Linked DNA regions of Sus scrofa: all the other regions are linked to region 2. Evidence: chromatin contacts called from public Hi-C and promoter capture Hi-C data. All regions are on one chromosome and are shown on one strand. Each heading gives the region's core, a stretch centred on a gene start, on an enhancer-like site or on the middle of the called end of the contact. The rest is flanking DNA. Distances are from core to core; before and after follow the strand shown. Region 1 holds the start of GPANK1 (G-patch domain and ankyrin repeats 1). Region 2 holds the start of PRR3 (proline-rich protein 3). Region 3 holds the start of DDX39B (DExD-box helicase 39B).

The links. Promoter capture Hi-C pulls out the DNA fragments that hold promoters and counts their contacts. Hi-C and Micro-C count contacts between places; a contact is called where the count stands out from the background.
Region 1: a Hi-C map of skeletal muscle shows a contact between it and region 2, with 5 times the contacts expected there. The contact joins the promoter of GPANK1 here to the promoter of PRR3 in region 2. A contact is called at or near these places in 2 of 47 Hi-C or Micro-C datasets (heart right ventricle and skeletal muscle).
Region 3: a promoter capture Hi-C map of liver shows a contact between it and region 2, with 3 times the contacts expected there. The contact joins the promoter of DDX39B here to the promoter of PRR3 in region 2. A contact is called at or near these places in 1 of 5 promoter capture datasets (liver) and 2 of 47 Hi-C or Micro-C datasets (embryonic fibroblasts and heart right ventricle).

The regions. Positions count from the first base shown.
Region 1 is chr7:23,777,940-23,782,102 of Sscrofa11.1, forward strand. GPANK1 (G-patch domain and ankyrin repeats 1) reads right to left here and starts at 2,407. Exons shown (of 3, transcript NM_001145383.1): 1 at 1,882-2,407; 2 at 695-1,388. The coding sequence starts at 1,299. CSNK2B (casein kinase 2 beta) reads left to right here and starts at 3,255. Exons shown (of 7, transcript NM_001145377.2): 1 at 3,255-3,263; 2 at 3,865-3,947. The coding sequence starts at 3,876.
Region 2 is chr7:23,111,084-23,115,098 of Sscrofa11.1, forward strand. PRR3 (proline-rich protein 3) reads left to right here and starts at 1,446. Exons shown (of 5, transcript XR_002345608.1): 1 at 1,446-2,585; 2 at 3,282-3,344. GNL1 (G protein nucleolar 1 (putative)) reads right to left here and starts at 1,331. Exons shown (of 12, transcript NM_001128478.1): 1 at 1,259-1,331; 2 at 675-840; 3 at 164-300; 4 at 1-2. The coding sequence starts at 1,331.
Region 3 is chr7:23,665,534-23,669,704 of Sscrofa11.1, forward strand. It overlaps DDX39B (DExD-box helicase 39B), which reads right to left and starts at 2,084. Exons shown (of 10, transcript NM_001005157.1): 1 at 1,874-2,084; 2 at 968-1,095; 3 at 602-694. The coding sequence starts at 2,084. LOC102161099 (a long non-coding RNA gene) reads left to right here and starts at 3,623. Exons shown (of 2, transcript XR_002345613.1): 1 at 3,623-4,151.

The DNA of each region.
Region 1 (4,163 bases), core at 1,157-3,656, 670 kb after region 2:
ATAGTGACCATAGCTAGTGTTGGTATAGTGCTTAGTATGGGACAGGTGCTTTTCTAGCACTTTACATATATTAACCTATTTGACCCTAACAACCCTAAGAGAAAGGTGCTTTTATTGCTCCATTTCTTAGATGAGGAAACTGAGGCACATGGGTTAGGTTGCTTGCCCACGTAAGTACAGTCAGGATTTAAACCCAAGGAGCCCATGCAATGTGGGAATATAGCAAATATACGTGAACTATACTTCAATTAAAAAACTTAAAATTTTTTTTGTCTTTTTTAGGGCCACACCTGCGGCATGTGGAAGTCCCCAGACTAGGGGCCAAATCAGAGCTGTAGCTGCTGGCCTATGCTACAACCACAGCCATGTGAGATCCGAGCCTCATGTGAGATCTACACCACACGACAATGCCAAGATCTTAACCCACTGAGGTCAGGGACTGAACCCTCGTCCTCATGGATACTAGTTGGGTTTGTTACCACTGAGCCGCAATGGGAACTACCCCAATTTTTTTTTTAATGAAAAAAATGTTTTATATAAAAAATAATCCAAGGGAGTATCCTGTTCATAATCACACTGCCCGATCAGCCTACATTAGGGAACAGGAAAGTAAACCCTTTGGCTCTATTCTGTGGCCTCCTGTGTGAAGTGTGAGGAAGGGCAGAACACAATGAAAGATAAGGCTTCCCCTTACCGGTTCTCTGGACTCCTTGTCTCTCCGGGGCTCTCTCTGACCATGCGGGCCACTTCAGGGAAGCCTGCTTCTTCCGCCAGCTGAGCAGCATCCCTGCCACCCAGCTCGCAGACCCCCACCCAGGCCGCCCCACGGCCCAGGAGATAGCGCACAGCTGCCCCCTGGCCTGCTCGGGCAGCACACATCAGTGGGGTCCACCAGAAAGCATCTCGAGCGTTGATATTCCCTCCAGCTCCCCCTGCCTCATGGGGATCCAACAGCTTTTTCAGTTTTGCCAGGTCCCCCTCCTGGGCTGCCCTCAGTATCTGCTGGGTCATCTTGTCCTCTGCCTCAAGGGATCTCCTTTGTCCATCTTCTCCTGATGCTCCTGCTGTAGTCTCCCTCATCGTTCGTCTTTTCTTCCTCTTTCTAGCAGGCTCAGGCTGAGATCTCTGGGGCTCAGGGGTGCTGTCCTCGTCCCCAATCAAAGCTTCATAGAAAGCCCGGGCTGCAGCCCCATCCAGGGTGGGCTCCAGCTCTTCAGGGTGTGACTGCAGTTGCCCATCTTTCCAGAGATCACTGGGGTCAGTGGCTGGGGTAAAGTTAATGAGGGAGGACCCGGACATGGCTTTGGGGAGAGTTGGGAAAATGAGATTAGGCAGGGGGAAGCCAAGTCCCAGATGGTCCTGCAATGACCAGAATCACCTACAGACACCTGCTGGGATAAAAACAAGTATCCTTAGAATCAAAAATCCCCTCCCGGGAGTTCCCTTCGTGGCTCAGTGGTTAACAAACCTGATTAGATTCGATCCCTGGCCTCAGATCAGTGGGTTAAGGATCCGGCGTTGCTGTGAGCTGTGGTGTAGGTTGCAGACACGGCTGGATCCTGCGTTGCTGTGGCTGTGGTGTAGGCCAGCAGCTGTAGCTCCAATTCCATTTCTAGCCTGGGAGCCTCCATATGCCACCGGTGCAGCCCTAAAGACAAAAACAAACAAAAACCCTCCTACGCGGAAAGTGAACCCCGAGGACCACGGATTGTGTAAAAATAGGAAACCCTATGGTAACAGACCATGCCCCTTAGTAAAGGTTAACAAAGTAGACTCTGTAAGACAGTTGCCCAGAAGTCCTGTGCTCTGCCCCCACTCCATCCTCACCATCAATAATAACAGCCTTTCTCTGAAACTACTTTACAACTGCGCGGGACATACCATTAAGGAAAACAATCAGCCTGGCTCTTTAAATCTTCCTGGATCCTATTTCGGGGTATTCTTAAACAAAAACAGACTTGACATTTGTCCGGAAGCAGGAAGCCGATTCGCGGGGAGGTTCCACTCGTTGCTTTGCAGCTTCCGTACTGCAAAATGGCGCTACTCTAAGCAAAGGCGTCCACAGTCAAAGCCGCATGCGCAGCTGAATGGGGAGCGGGCGGGGGACAAACAAAAACAATACTGGAGCACGCAGGCGCGCTGCTCCGGGCTATTTCCCGCCCTGGAATCTTTCCAATAACACAAGCGCAAAACGCCACGTGCCCTGGTAGCGCGAGGATCGAGAAATATCTGTCGGTTGGGGTCCTGCTTTTACCTAACGCCCCCACAATGCTCTTCGCCTCCCTCAACGTGGCCCCCGCTCCAAGCTCATTTTCTGGACCTGGGAAACCACCCTCTGGGTTAAGAAAGGCCCTGAGGCGGAGAATGCCCAGAAGCCGTGAAATGAAATAGTCACGCAGCCCCTCACCATTAATCTGACCAGGGTTGGAAGGTCGCACTTAGCACCCGCAGCAGAAGGCCCTGTTCAAGCCTTAAAAGGAAATGGAGAAGTGCAAGGGGACGAGCAACAGAATGGCTGGCGCCACCTCAGGTTAGCGCACGGGACCTTCCCGATTCTCACACCTCTCAGCTCAGCCAGCACACCCTACCCAGGTCCCTCAGCGCGGAACCCGGCCTCACCTCCCACCTCAGGAGATCAAACCCTTGAGTGAAATATGGGCCCCGTTGAGGGTCTCCTTGGCAGGCTGACTCGGACAGGGGGGCTCCACAAGCGATAAGGGCCAGGCAGCTGGTCGGTGATGAGGTCAATGGTCTGGGTAGCAGGGCCGCACGCCTGAGGCTCGTTGTGTGAGAGGGAGCGGCAGTAAATGATCCAGCCTGTCTTGTTCCTTTCCCCGCCCCCTCTCAGCCCCACGGTGATAAGATCACTCGACTATATTTCCCAGGCTCCCTGGCCCAGAACACGGTACTGCGTTTCCGCTTCCGGTGGCGGCTCCCTACGCCCCGCCCCGGAGCGTTTCCCTCAGGGGCCTCGCGACACCAGGGTCGTGGGCGGGTCGTCCTGGGATTCGTAGTTCGCCCTTTCTCAGTTGCGCCAGTTTCTAGCTTCCGAGGACTCCATCTCCCGGCGTTCACCGCGGCGCACGATTTTAAGCGCTTGCGCGTTGCCCTCTTCCCCACCCTCCCCAGTTTCCACTCCCCCCGCCCCACTTCGCCTGCCGCGGTTGGATCCGCGGCCTGCGTTGTAGCCGTCGCCGCGGTTCCTTGGAAGCAGAAACTCCCCTCCCCTCCCCGCCCCCCCGGTCCCAGTCCCCGTCCAGCCGGTGAGTCTGAGGTCGTTGCCGCGCCGCGTCCCCTGTTCCTGGGCGCGGCACAAGGGGTCTCCGTGCCTTGATGTGGGGGTGGGGAAGGAAGTGACCAGGTCCGGGACCGAAGGAAGGAGGGGGTGGTCTGAAGGATGGAGGCGGGATAAGGAGACTCCCGTGAAAGGGACCTAACTGCCATCCCCAGACTTTGAGAAAAAGAGGAGCTTAGCTCTTGCCTGGAAAGAAACTTCGGAAACCTTGGGAATGGGGCCGGGGACAAACGGAGACTTGCGGGGGTAGGGAATCTGAGCCGCAGGCCCTGCTGGAGTTGACATAGAGGAGAGAGGGGCCTGGCCTTGGGGAGCGTTAGGGATGTGGATAGGACTAATGGGTCAAGACCTGCCGGTTACACACAAGTGTTGGGACCCCAGAGAATTTCCTGTCTCTGAAAAAAGGGGTTGAGGTGTGAATAGGAGGAGCTGGAGAGAACTGCTCCAGTCTAGGATCCTTTAAGAAAGGGTGGCCCTAAATTCTTCTGTGGTTGGAGGGCAAAGTGTGGGAAGAGGGAGGATATCAGAGGCAGGGAGGAGAGCTTAGGCTGACACTCTTCTTTTTCTAGCTGAAGTGAAGATGAGCAGCTCAGAGGAGGTGTCCTGGATTTCCTGGTTCTGTGGGCTCCGTGGCAATGAATTCTTCTGTGAAGTGAGTTCTTAACCTCCTTGTCCCTTTCCACATATAATCTGGCCAGGCATTCTCTCGCATAGTATATATTCAGTTTCTAGATACTTGTTTTACAGTCTTCCGTAAAAACCCTTTCACGTTAAGAAAGAGTCTCCTTAGTAATTCTCTCACTAACTCATACTGAAGGCAAGACTGGGCCTCAGGTTGACCCTGCCACCCTCCAGCAATGTAATGTTG
Region 2 (4,015 bases), core at 196-2,695:
AACTGAGAAATCAAGAAAAAGTCCAAATAAGTCTGAGAATAGTTTTAGAACCTAGGGTGCATCCCAGGCCCTCCCATTCTTCCTCCCAGTCAGCTCTTACTCTTCTAAACTCCTTTCCCCAGCCCACTGCCTGACCTAAGCTCCCAGCGCTGAGCTCACTCACCAGACCCAGGCTGATAGACTTCCTGGATGTCCAGCTCCAGCAGCTCAGCACTCACGGGCTGCAGCACTTGCTCCCGGGCCGCTCTCTTTCTCCTCTCCACCTCCTCTCGGCTGTCTCGCTCAAAATGCAGCCGATACCTAACAGGACAGGGACCACCACATCCATCGCCAATCCTTGGTCACAAACTACCCTCTTGGGCAGACAACTTCGCAAAGCTTCCTCTCCAGAGTTCAAGTCACTCCTCTGAATGGGCCCTCCCCCAAATCTTTTTCACACAGCAGTAGGCCTTCCTCCAAGTCTCGCCCTTCTGAAGGCCAAACTCTCCCCAGCCCCTCCAGTCCAGAAGATCGTGGCCCGCTCTGGTGACCCAGAGGCCCCGCGGAAAACCGTCGCATCCCAGCCCCACCATCTCCAGTTTCAAGCCTCCACCAGCAGCAGCCTGCTTTCCCCTAGCGCTCTGACTTCCGGGTAGGCGGGGAAGCCCAGGCCAGAGACCCCCGCCCACTCTCACCGATTTGGGTCATAGCCACGCGGGCCCAGCCCCTGGGAAGGCTGCTGGTTGAGCCTGCGGATGTGATGGGTCACAGATTCCCCGTCCGAGGTGTCAGTCTGCTCCTCCCGCCGCTCCCGGCTCCCGCTGCGGCTGTTGGAACTGGATCGCAGCCCATCTTGAAGCCCTGCGGGGAGGAGCTGGTGACGCCAGTGCTGGCCAGCTCTCAGGGGCCATAAGACCCCCCCCCCACGGTTGGCCTGGCTCCTCCTCACACCACCCTGATTCTTTTGAAGCCAGATCCTCCCACCTACTCTGCCCAGGACCCTCCCGGATGTGCGTGGGGGGAGGCACTCCTCCAGGGATCTGTGGGGATGGCGCCCCGTAGGAGCTGGAGGGATTCCCCTCCCCCAACTCTCCATCCTTCCCCACCCCTTCCAGATGTAGGGGGGCTGGGGTGAGGGAATCCCCTCTGCGGTCGCCCACGCGCGTCGGCGCGCTGCCGCCACCCCTTCCCACGCCTCCCAGAGGTGAGGTGGGCACACCCCTCCCTCCAGATGTGCGGGAGTCCGAGCCCCGCCCCCTCTTCTGGCTCCCGCACTGACCTCGCTTCCGCTCCCGCTTGTCCTGCAACTGCTTCTTCTTCTGCTTCACGCTGAAAGGCTTCTTCCTCGGCATGGCCCGGACCAGTCACCTGGCCCGCCCTCCGCCGAGCTCCAGCCGCTTCAACTGACTCCCCCCGGGGCAGCCCCGGTCGCAGGGGCCCGGGACCCTGGAGGGGGCGGGGCTGGAAGGTGACGTCAGCGGGCGGGCCTGGCCGATGCGCCCCCGCGGCCGGGGTGGAAGACGACCAGGGGAAAATACAGTCACTTTCCACTGGGAGCGAGGCAAGAGAATGATGAGAGGTGGGCTACCAGCATGTAAGAGCCAGTGGCACGGACAGGGCTCAGCAGCCGCGAGAAAGGAGGCGCGCGTGGGAGGATCGGTCTAACTTCGTCACGGACGCTACCAACTAGCGCTCGGAGGAGGGGGGACGCGTGTCATCACTACCTTGCGCGCGGGGGAGAAGCTACCACTCACCTGGTGGGGGCAGTGGAGCGGAGGGCGGGTCTTACCACCCGGGGGAGAAAGGGACGCGCAGAATCTACTTTACCAACCCTCCGGCTGGATCTTGGAGGAAAGCCGCGACCACGCGTCCCGGGAAGGAAGCCAAATGACTGGGCTACACTAGGACAGGGTCAGAGGTCTTGAGGGGCGGATGGCGGTTTGGAGAGCCCTAGGCACTGCCCTGCTGGCACCCAGATTCCTTGTGGGAACGGTGATAAGGAGCAGATTTACAGATCATAAGTGCAAGTGCGGCCGAGGAGGGAAATCCAGGTGGGACAAGGATGTTTGGAGGGAGGTCACAGGGCACGAAGTTGTGCCTGCAGCTGTTACCATAGAAACCGGGGACCGGATGTGGCGATCTTAGGGTGCGACAGCCCCTCTGTCAGGCTTTCTGCCCCGAGAGCCCGCCGACTCTATGACACACTGTGAGGAGCCGGTTGTGTTTTTTTCCCAGCCGGGGGGAAGCGAGCGACTTTTTCAAGCGTTCATAGAAATGCGATAAAGGAATGGTTTGGGATTGCTGCCACGCCTGGCTAAGGCCGAGGGAGCCTGCTGATGTGAGACGAGCCGCACAAAGGGTCCCCAGAGCCTTCCGGAAGTGAAATGGCGGGAGCCCCAGCCTTCACTGTCCACTGCCCCCCCGGAAGCGGAAACAGAATTCCAGCGTGCCCCTTCCTCACTGCTCTCCAAATCCCGCTGCAGCCATTGCCGCAACCACGATGCCGAAACGAAAGAAGCAGACTCAGCAGCAGCAGCCTCCGCATCAGCAGCCCCCACTGACAGAGCGGGAAGAGACTGGAGATGAGGAGGATGGGAGTCCCATCGGTGAGGAGTCCGAGAGGGGTGTGCACATGCCTGTCAGCTGGGCCAGGCGAGGGGCTAGCCGCCGAAAATGTGCTGGGGAGGGGGCTCTAACGGAAGGAGGAAGGGCGCACGCGCTGGGGCGGGGGCTGGGGGAGGCCTGTCCGGAATAGAGCACTATGTGAGATCTCTTACTTGAACCCTTAACTTCAAACCGGCCCCTAAACCTTTCTAAAGAAGTCAAGGGAGAAGACGAAGAGTTCGTGTGCGCAGCCGCAGCACGACAGGGGAGTGGGGGCCCTAGAGAGGTTGCAGATTGCATGACTGGGATGACAGTTTGTGACCAGACTTTCACAGGGAAGGTGGAAGAGCAGCCTTCTTTAAACTACTCGGGAATGGGATGGAGGTGGGGAGAGCTATCTGATTGGTCAACAGTTAAAGCGAGAAATTGGATTACTTCTGGAACCACTTAGGATCTTTTGGATAGCAACAGCCTAAGAGAAAGTTTGTAGATATCCTTTCCTCATTATTCCCCTTGAGTCTCCACTTTGCAAATCCTGAAAATGCTTTGCAGATAGATAGGGTGAGAGCTGGTAACTGAGAATATACCTGGCTTTAGCAGTTAGATTAAGAAATGAGTAATAGAAGAAAAATATATAAAAGCAAGATCACCAGTCCTTTAGTCCATTCTGATGACCATATTTTCATGTCTACTCGTAGGACCACCCAGCCTTCTGGGTCCTCCCCCCATGGCCAATGGAAAGCCTGGTGATCCCAAGTCAGGTGAGGAGAAAGGGGCCGTGATTCTTGGATTAGGTCCTGAGAAGGGAGGAATGGGGTGGGGGAGTACAGACTGAAACCCAGGAAGGACTTCAAAGATCAGGCATTCTATACCTCTTAAATTAATGGAAAATATGTCCTGACAGATTGAAAAAACTCAATGCTGTGAAAGTGTCAGTTCTTCCCAAATTGACCTATAGGATCAATGCACTCACAGTTATAATCCCTACAAAGTTTTTGTAGAAAGTAAACATTCTACATTCTTGTATGTAAATGCAAAGGGTCAAGGTGAGAGATTGCAAAGACAGTCAAAGTGGAAGGGCTTATTCTGAATATCAAGCCTTATTGTAAAACTATAGTAGTTATGATGCTATGATACTGGCCAAATGAGAGCCATATAAATAAACAGAATGGCATAAAGAGTTCAGTAACAGGTCCACACATACATGGTCACTTTGTTAATGATGAAGATGAAACTGAAATAAAATAGTGGTCTTTTCAGTAAATGATGCTGGATTAATATGGTGTTCATGGAGGGGGTGGAGAAATTTGACCTCCTTTTCATGCTATATACAAACAGCAATTTCAAGTAGACTATATATATCTAAATATAAAAGGTAAAGAAATAATTCTTGAAAACAAATATATGTCACAGTCTTAAAGTAGATTAGGAG
Region 3 (4,171 bases), core at 834-3,333, 560 kb after region 2:
TTCATTTCAGGAAAAGGTAAAGTTACATACATCAATGCTTCTCAAACTCTACCCGAGGATCTTGTTAGAATGCATATTCAGGAGTTCCCGTCGTGGCGCAGTGGTTAACGAATCCGACTAGGAACCATGAGGTTGCGGGTTCGGTCCCTGCCCTTGCTCAGTGGGTTCACAATCCGGCGTTGCCGTGAGCTGTGGTGTAGGTTGCAGACGCGGCTCGGATCCCGAGTTGCTGTGGCTCTGGCGTAGGCCAGTGGCTACAGCTCCGATTCGACCCCTAGCCTGGGAACCTCCATGTGCCACAGGAGTGGCCCAAAGAAATAGCAAAAACACACACACACACACACAAAAAAAGCATATTCACACTCACATGAATCAGAATGCTGCAAATACCACAGAAATTATAATGCATATCCAAATGAGCCCTAGAATATAAATCTCTTCCACACCACAACTGCAGCAACTTACTATGTATTGGGTGTAACTGAGATTCATGTGTAGGGGTTTAACCCCTGTGGGACATGCAGACAGCTGCTCTAACAAGTCTCTAATGCCTCCGACTCCCCATACCCTCACCCTCCCAGGTCCCCTTACCCTGGCTTACCTTGACATTGGGCATGTATTTAGAGAAGCGCTCATACTCCTTGCTGATCTGAAAAGCCAACTCCCGAGTGTGACACATCACCAGTACAGACACCTAGGGGGGAGTAGATGGAGAGACACATACAATATATCCCTTCAGGTATGTCACAAAAGCACACCTGGCAGATCACAACTGACTATAGTTTGGAGCTCTAAACCATTAACCCCATGATTACTACAGAACATTCCCCACGGCTGTCAGTCAAGAATGAGAGGTCACCTTAGCAACAAGCACTGGTGGCTCTGAATGCATCATGGAGCTGACACAAACACCCTTCCCGAACACTGCAAACCAAAATGCCTCCTCCAGCACTTTCCCCAAGCATACCTGCCCAGTAACTGGCTCCAGCTGTTGCAGTGTAGCCAGCACAAACACCGCTGTCTTCCCCATGCCTGACTTGGCCTGGCATAGGACATCCATTCCCAGGATGGCCTGAGGGATGCATTCATGCTGAACTATAAGGAGGGGGGAAAAAGGATAATTAGACTTCAGTCTCCAGCTAACTTGGCCAGCTTTTTCACCATGCCAAACCCGTTTCTCTCTACTCAATTCTTAAATGGTTCTTGTCGATTTCCAGACCCTTTCTACCTCTGCTCCCTCGAGTAATCAAAGTAATCCCCAAATCAGACCTTCCCAGTTCCTTCTAACATTGGCCTCCTCCAGTTCCAGACCCCCACAGTCCTGCTAACAACCCTCTTGCACCTACCAATTGCTTGCCTTAGGTGCTCCTGACTCTGTCCGAATGTTTCTTAATCTGTAACAATCCATGACTTTTGAGTGCCTGCCACAGGCCATTTCTCCTACTTAGGCTGTCATGCTTTGGGTCACATAACCCTGCAACCTTGGACAAAATGAAGGACTTGGTACCTGACCCAAAGCCAGCCACCTTTAGACCAGCCATAACGGTTTCCAGAGACCAGAGCTGGCTTGGCTCAAGAGTCCAACCAGCTCCTCTCTGGAAATTTTAAATTAAAAGTCAAAGAAACAAAATTAAAAACAAGCAGACAAGGAGAAAAGCCAGTCACAAGATGAAAAACAGATCTCTATCTAAATTACTTTTACATCACTAGCACTTACTTGTCACCATGAATGAAAAACCAACCTATATATAACTCTTTCTACTGCTAAAACAGTTTTTGGTACTTCTTCCCTAATCTATCTTATATAATTCCGTATCACTAAAAGACCATAACCATGTTTCTCACATCCTTTAAAAGTCTGAGGAAAATTTACCTTCTGATGGATGCTCAAAGCCACAGTCAACAATGGCCCGGAGCAACTCTGGCTTGAGCAGGAAGTCACGAAAGCCAGAGCTGTGGATGGAGACATAGGAGCCCTTGACATCCTTCTTGGCAGGGGCCTCAGCCCCATCTCCCCCAGCTGCTGTCTCCACCTCATCGTCTTCATAATCCAAGAGCTCATTGTCCACATCGTTCTCTGCCATAACTGGGCCGGCAGGGGGAGAAGGGGAGGCGTCTCCGGCTGGGTTCACACAGAATAAGACAGGGGAGAGTGGAGGCTCGAGGAACAGGAGAGGAAAAGAAATACTAGTTTCTGACAGAAGAGCTAGGGAAAAAAACCAGAGAGAAGACTCATCAGTCATGAGCAGAGCCTTAGCCACCTCTTCCATCCCCACACTTTCCACTTTCCCTAAACTATGAAACATTGAAAGTAACAAAAAAACCCACAAGAATTAAAAGGGAAAAGCAAACGTAATACAGGGAATGAAAAAAGTGGTCCCAGAGGAGGTGATTAGGACACAGGTTCCCCAAAACCTCAGCTCAAAGAAGCAGAAACCCGGAAGTTGGAAGGGCAAGATCAGCTTACAAATCCCAGGTCTGTGACAGCAGCAAAGAAAGAAAGAAAGAAAAAAAAAAAAAAACCATGAAAAGCAGAACATAGATAATGACTTAAGAACGGAGAATGAAAACGACAAAATGACAGGCCCTCAAGATCTTGTGCTTTCCCTACGAAGTGTACAATCTCAACTTCTAATACAGCAGCCATCAGTCAAGGGTGATAGATAAAAGTCGTCACTGCGCAAAGCTCTCACTTTTCAAAATGAAAACATCATGTGGCTGCCACCCACCTCTCCCCAGCACTCCAGCCTCCCACTCCTCAGTAACCGCCTTCTGGCGTTTAAAGGCCTTGGGTAACTTATGGCGGGGGGAGGGGTCTAGAGAAATGCCAGACCGGGAAAAATTCATCTCCCCAACAAACAATGAATGAAAAGCAGGCCAATAACTAAGATGAATCCTCTTTCCAGTTAATAAGTAAAACCTTCGTCACCATTGCGTTACTCTTCAGGCCTCACCCCCTTTCCGAAAAACACATTGACACCATTCCTAAACAATTAAAACGCTCTAAATAATAGTGGGAAGGCCGAAATGAGAAAAGTTCAACTAGGCCCAGAAGCCGCCGATTCCCACTACCGCGAGCCGACAACGCAAAAATAAGCGGGAGGATGAAAAGAGCCCCGCCCTCCGCAAATGCCCAAGGCCAGAGGACGCCTAGCGTCACCTCTCATCGCCGCTGGGGCCTCCGATTAAGCAGGCGCCCACTGGAGGAGCGAAGAGTAAAGGAAACACAATGGCGCCAGGGCCACCATCTTGGACTTCCCCCCCTCCCCCGCGCGCCGCTTCCCTGCCTCCGCCCCCCCAACCTTCTTGCTCTTGAAAGGAATGTATGCGGTGGAAGTAACAACTCAATCAGACCCCGGCGACCAGACCGTAGCTTGTACAAGGGTTATCAGGAGCCCTGCGACGGGATGGCCGCAGAGAAACGCAGATGGAGTCGGATTGTGCTGAAAGCCAAACCTTACCTGAACAAGGCGAAGGCGTATGGCGGCGGCAACAGCGACGAAGGAGGGAATCGGCCTTCACTTCCGGTTCCCCGCTCCCCACCCCCCACCTCCGCCGGCCTCCCGCCTTCTTCGCTGTGAGCGCGCAGACGCAAGAGACCGGAAGAAGGACCTTCCACCATTCTATGGTTCCGCGCGCTCTAGGGTTGCCTTTAGAAAGTGCCTTTGTGAAAGAAAAAGCCACTTTTAACTCCGCCGCTAATGCCAGTAACAAAAGGCATAAAGGAAACCAGCATTTTCTCCCAGTGTTATCTTTTTATCTTGTCCTACTCTTTTTCTCGTCCTTCTCCTCTCCACTTAATTTCTTGCCACGCAGGCCTCCTCTCTGGGCACCCCTCCGTGGAAGCCACCCAAGGTGGCGGGACTGCGAGTTCCCACGGGGTCCTTGGCTCGGTAGTCAAGGTGACCTAGGGAGGTTGGCCCTGGAGCTAGGTAAGGGTTGTCCTTAGGTTGGGGGAGGAAGGAAGTCTGGTTCTTCAGTCGTACCCTTTCCTCAGCAGTGGAGGCAGTGGACGACATTTGCCTAAAATTATGTTGGCTGATGTAGCTGATGTCCTCAGGGCCCTGAGATTCGTGGGCATGGGCGGCGAATCAGGAAGGTATTTTGAATCCACCGAGTCTAGATTCTGCCCCAGGTGTTAAAGACAAATGGTAGGTAAGTGGTAAGGTTT